Linked DNA regions of Mus musculus: region 2 is linked to region 1. The links are chromatin contacts, called in public Hi-C maps. All regions are on one chromosome and are shown on one strand. Each heading gives the region's core, a stretch centred on a gene start, on an enhancer-like site or on the middle of the called end of the contact. The rest is flanking DNA. Distances are from core to core; before and after follow the strand shown.

Region 1 (2,995 bases), core at 341-2,840:
CCTAATTTTTCTCAAAATATAGATTCTACACTCACTATTTTCTACTTCTTTATCCTCTATTTACAACTCAAATTAATTCAAGTTTGGCTTCTGCCCTTACTATTTGACTCAAATTACGTATGCTGAAAGCAAAGACCCTCTCCACTAGTTACTAAAGTCAATAGGTACTTTATTTCCTAATCCATTTGACTCATGTCACTTGAACACTTCATTAAAACTCTCCTCTCCTGATTCCTATTTCCACTGTCTTCTAGAATTTCTCTTTTTTCTCAAAGCCTCTTCAGTCTCCTTGGTTGCCTGTACCCATCACTTAAAATATTCATAATTTCTGTGGTCTTTCTCTCTTCTGATTCTGTACCTACTTAAACGGTCTTTTATACCCTTACACAATTTCTGAGTCTAGCTTCAGAAAAACCTATTACCGATAAATCTTGCTGCCAGCTAGACAACACTGCCAGATGTCCTAAAGGAACCTTAACTTGTTTTCTCTCAACCTGAGTTAATTTCTTCATCAATAAGTTCTATTCGTGAATAATTATAATTCAAATGAACCAAAGTTCAAGACCTAGTTAAATTTTTGTGAAGGATAAAAAAGTACTCTCTCCTAGTTATAAGGGCAAAATGTTCACTAGCAATCTGTACTGAAAAACAATTACAAAGGGAATGATAAAAAAACAAATGCCCTCGAATCTCAGACCCAAATACTATTAACTTCCTTCTAGAAATGGTTTTAATCAAGTTGAATATTAAACATGTAGGAAAAAATGGGGGTTGCTGTAGATTCTGTTACGGTAAAAGGGAAGATACAACTCTACCGGTTGCCTACCAAAAAATATTTTAATTACAAAAGCAAAAACTATATGCTCTTCCTTTAAAATATTCTTCCTTTAAAATATCCTTCCTTTAAAATATTCTAAACAAATGTTTGGTTTGGTATCTATCCCACAACTTAACTATTCTATCTCCCTATATTGAAGGAAAATCATAGTAGAGCGTGAGAGAGAAAGAAAAAGCACATATGAGGTAGAAACCATATTGAGAAGTGCAAAAAGAAATGGGAAACTGGCACTTGACACCCTTTCGCAGCTCCAAAGCTTCGCAGGTAAAGTCCCGAGGCTGCTGCCTCGCTCGCCTCTCACAGACCGGAGCGCACCTGAGGCTCGCGAACCCGAGCGGACAGGGGCAGGCTCGGGTCGGCGCCAGGGCGGCCGCGGTCCGGCGTCTCACTGAGGCCACCCGCCCAGCCTCGCGGAGGGAACCGGCCTCCGCACCGCAGGCGTCCGATGGGCTCTCGGGAACAGCCGGCGCACCTACGCCACCGCGAGCCTGGACGGACGGACGGACGCTAAAGAGTCTCAGAGACTGAAAGCACCCGGCTGCGTTGCACCTCGGCCAGAAGCCCGCGGGCAGAGGCCGCTCTCGCACGCGCCCCACAGCCCCCAGAAGCCCGCCCGGAGCGAGAGACACACCTGCGTCGCCGCGGTCTGGCGCTCCTCCCGGCGCCTTCACTCAGGGCTCTCGAGGGGCGGGCGCCCTCGCGGCACCCACCGCCAAGGAGGAGTCCCACCGCTCCGGCTGCCTACCTGTAACTGACACAGCAGCGCTCAGCTCCTCCCAGCACCTCACGCGGCCACGCCCCTTTCCCCGCCCCTCACGGCCCTGTGGGCCCCGGCTCGCTCAGGACCAACAAAACCTCACCACGCCCCTCACCCCGTCAGGTGCCCCTCCTCCACCCCAGAGGTACCGGTCTCCAGGACAGCCCCGGCCCTCCTTGGGGAAGCCGGGTCAACGCTCTTAAGTTGCTACTCCCCCTCCTCTCATGCTTCCCTGCCCTACGGAGAAAACACACAAGCAAGCAAGCAAGCAAGCGCGCACACACACACACACACACACACACACACACACTCATTCACTCACTCACTCACTCACTCACTCACTCACTCACTCACTCACTCAAACAGGTACCCTTCCCCACCACCTCAGAATTCCCGCCTCCCAGGACAGCCCCGCCCCTCCTCGCGTCCGCTCCGCCCCTCAGAGTGGGACTTTCAGCACCTAGAACAATAGTGCTCCAGCTGTCTTGGTTTCTAAGCAGGACCTAGCTTGAAGACCTGGGGCATCCTCACTCCTGAAAGACCAAACCCAACCAGGCAGAACTTGAAGTGTGCTGAGTGAAACAAAAGGAGAAGGAAAGAGGGAAAGCTACTGGCCTGATGAACTCTGAATTTGGCTCCCCTAAAACTCAGTCTTTTTGCTGGAGCTGTCTCTGTACCCTTTTTTCAAAACAGAGAAGTTGGTTTTTTTGTGACTTTTAATGCTTTATAAAACGTTTAATTATAAACTGAAAAGACCTTTCAGTGGTTTTCTTAAAGACAACTGGGATTTGATTCCCAGCGCCCCCGGGGGGGGGGGGGAGGAGACGGGACTCGAAGTTCACAATTATCTATAACTCCAGTTGCAGGGGATCCAGCACCCTCTTCTGGCCTCTGTGAGCAGACTTACACATGAAGGCAAAACACCATGCATGTAAATTAATAACATAAACTAAAATTTTTCAGATTCAGTTCAAGTCTCTTCACTATGGTTGTTTTGTGTCTTCTACTGCCTGTGTCAACTACAAGGCCATGTATCACCCACCCCTTTTTTTTAATTTACATCCCAAATGCTGCTCCCCTTCCCAATCCCTCCCTCATTGAGTCCCTACCCCCATCTCCCCTTCCTTTCTCCTTTAAGAGGATGCTCCCTTTGAGTCTCCCCCACCACCCTGGCACATCAAGTCTCTGCCAGATTAGGAGCATCCTCTCACACTGAGGTCAAACAAGGCATCCTGTCTGCTACATATGGACTTGGAGCCTTGTTCCAGACCTTGTGTGTTCTTTGGTTGGTGGCTCAATCTCTAAGAGCTCCAGGGGTCCAGGTTAGTTGACTCTGTTGGTCATCCTGTGGTGTCCCCTTCCCCTTCAGGGCCTTCAATCCTTCCTAACTCTTCCATAAG
Region 2 (2,995 bases), core at 241-2,740, 49 kb after region 1:
AAACAATCGCAGCAATTCTGCGAATATGTTTGTTATGAATAAATAACCTCACCGGTTATTCTTGTAGCAATTCTGCTTTCAGACCATTGCCCCTCCCCCATTCTTCATGTTCCATAGGGAAAGGAAAGGATTACAAAGAGGACAAAGAGTAATGGCAGATCCCTCCTCCTCAGTGCAGTGATGGGTTCATGTGGTATACTGTGTATCAATTACACATCAGCAGAGCTATTTTCATACTTCTGAACATTAAGAGACTTGCCCCCAATTCACATGCCAACAAGGGCCTGGTGAGAACTACAGCATGAGTTAGGAATCCCTTCAAAATCCACAGGACTCATTTTGTATAGTTCATTGAGGTAGGGGACAGAGGGAAGGAGATCTTTCTGATGCTGGCATCAACTGACCCTTGGCAAGTACCCCCTCCCACATGTCACATGCCTCTGGTGGCAGTTCTAGTTAAGAGACTTTTTCTCCACTTCACAAGTCCAGTTAAGCCTCTTAAGGCTCTGAAAAGAGCTTTGAATGTTCTCAGAAGTAAAGGCCTTTGTGGTAAGCAGCTTTTGAGGGGCCTCATATAGGGGAAGGCTAATTCCATGCCCACAAAGTGCCTGCTTCCTGCCAACTCTGGAGCCCTAAGAGGAAAAACAAACAAATGAACAGCCATGTAGGAAGGGTCTGGTGAGATACCGGGCTGCTCTGGTGCCCACGCACCCAGCACTCATGAGAGACTGGGCATTTCTCCATCCAGACAGGGGCGGGACTGGGCAGGAGTATGTCCCTAGTGCACTAAGCCACATACCAGTTTAGATAGGCCAATGTTGCTGCACTTTGGGGCTGGTGTCCTCAGTTTCTGGCCAGACATTTGCCAATTGGTGAAAAATGAGCTCAATGCTGCTTCTATCGCTCAAAACTACTTTTGATAGAACAGAAAGGGTTAAACCCCTTGCACCCTCACGGCCTCTCTCTGCCAGATTTTCCAGTGGTTACTTCTGAATCCCAAGGGCCTGGACCTGAGGCAACAGCTCGGTCTGAAAAGCGCTTGTTGTGTTAGCATGAGGAACTGAGTTCAGATCTCCAGCACTGTGTAAAATGCCAGGCATGGTTGCATGAGCTATGGCCAGAGCTAGAGGGGTGGAGAGCAGAGGATTCACGGGGGTTACTGGCCAGCAGCCTGAATCCTGAGGGCAAGGTTCCCCAACTGATTCACTGAGCCCTTGGCCTTCCTCTCAACTCTGCCACAATCAAGCCACCTGACTCTGACCAAGTGGCTTCACCTTTGTGAGAGTTGGTTTCTTTATCTGTGGATCATGACCACAAACACTCCTGTCTATAAGACTATTGATGGGGCCAGTGAGGTTTGCAGGACATAAGCCCTTTGAGGAGATGTGAGGTGGAATGATTGCAAAAGCTTGACAGGATCTGTAACAGCCTGTGTGACCTGTGGGCCCTTCTGATGCAATATCCTGGTGGCCAAGTGCCCAGGTGTGGCCATGCTGCCCGAGTATACCGTGCCAGCCTCTGAGGGAAAACCTGGGCTGGCACCTCTAACCTCAGCCTTGGCCCCAAGAACTTGTCGTCAGCCCTAAGCAGCTTATCACAACAGCGAGGGAGCCAGACGCCTGCTCCCTACTCCAGTGGGAAGGAAGGGCCCTGTTTTATTTATTTCCTCAAACTCCTGCCCAGCTCTGCTCTCAGACAAAAAAGGAAAAAAAAATGACCACTCCTTGCAAAAGGAGCCCAGGCAGGGGCTTCTTGGAACAATTAGCAGGACCAGCTTTAGAGGAGCCTCATAAAGAATTCAGGATCAAACCCTGGAAGGCTGAAGCCTTCCTGTTTACCCAGTGATTTAGATATGATTAAACTAATGGAGACATAATATCCTCTAAGTAGCTGGCCAAAGGCCTGCACGCCAGAACTCACTCAAATAGTGTGACAAGGAAATGGGCCTGTGAAACCCGGTGGCAGACTGCAATAAAGGCCTCATCCTGAGTCTCCATCCAGACCAGACCAGTGCTCGGGACTGGAGGCCGGAGCTAGAGGTAGAACTCAGAGCAGGTCATGACTTATATTAGTTTTGGGGTCTTAAGGCCTTCATTGACTTCCAGAGCAGCAGCTTTCCAATAGGAACCATGACAGACAAACATTGCTTTTCTTACTGACCCATGTTGGAAGTGATTGTGCGAAAATCAACAAGTACCTTTGCTTTAATCTGCTTTGTGGAGCCTTCTGAGGGGGTCATGAAAGGTAACCCTCCCTTGCCTGTGCTGAGCAATAGGTACTCCTGATACAGACCAGAGATCTGGAAACAGCCCACATTTGCTGGGACACTGTATCTAGTGTTTCATTCTGTGTCCAAGTTATTGTGCACATGGCATACCTTGGCAAGACCTTCCATCGTCGTTGAGGGTGAAACCAGGGTTGCATGTACAGGAATAGGATCCTGGAACATTTGCACAGAGCTGCTGGCAGTAACCATAGCGACATTCATCAATATCTAGAAACAAATTCAGGCAAGGTAAGACAGGACTCTTCCTTGAGGCCGCCATCAACCTAGTATCATTGTCTTCCTCTTCTAGGATGGGGCCAGAAAGAAGATGGATGCTTAAACAACAGAACCTAGTAAATTTCAGGAATGATGAACCCACTGGACCACAGTGCTCAGCTTCCTTGTAACCTTCTACTTCCCCAAACAATCTCTGTCGCATGAACAACTGAACCTATCCTGAAATTTGTGGCAAATTTTTTCTGCTTTGATAGGGATATTTGATAGGGAGAAGCACAAGATGGCTTCTCAGAACCTACCCAATTCAGGCTTAACTAAGACTTATGCAATAATAAGGTTCAATACTATGATTCTCTACAGTCCTTCCAGTACCCTGGGCGTGAACAAGTTAGCTTAGCATGTAAAGAATCAGCAGGAGCGCTCTGATGAACTGTCTGCCAGCTCTATTAACAATGGCTATGTCCAGATGGCAGGAACAGGATACTGGGCCAT

What was found. Hi-C and Micro-C count contacts between places; a contact is called where the count stands out from the background.
Region 2: a Hi-C map of uterus shows a contact between it and region 1, with 2.3 times the contacts expected there. The contact joins the enhancer-like site here to the promoter of Tc2n in region 1. A contact is called at or near these places in 1 of 39 promoter capture datasets (liver), 5 of 484 Hi-C or Micro-C datasets (liver, olfactory sensory neurons and uterus), 2 of 115 datasets of contacts at active chromatin or transcription factors (embryonic stem cells and kidney) and 3 of 9 other capture datasets (adipose tissue, liver and pancreatic islet).

Annotation. Positions count from the first base shown.
Region 1 is chr12:101,716,933-101,719,927 of GRCm38.p6, forward strand. Tc2n (tandem C2 domains, nuclear) reads right to left here and starts at 1,591. Exons shown (of 12, transcript NM_001082976.2): 1 at 1,470-1,591.
Region 2 is chr12:101,766,016-101,769,010 of GRCm38.p6, forward strand. It overlaps Fbln5 (fibulin 5), which reads right to left. Exons shown (of 11, transcript NM_011812.4): 6 at 2,378-2,494. Among named protein-coding and RNA genes, the nearest start is that of Tc2n, 49 kb to the left of the region's middle. Within about 2 kb of position 1,491, at least 62 of the 459 cell types and tissues checked have an H3K27ac peak or open chromatin away from gene starts, as enhancers often do. A contact at or near this core is called in adipose tissue, liver and uterus, where this site is marked.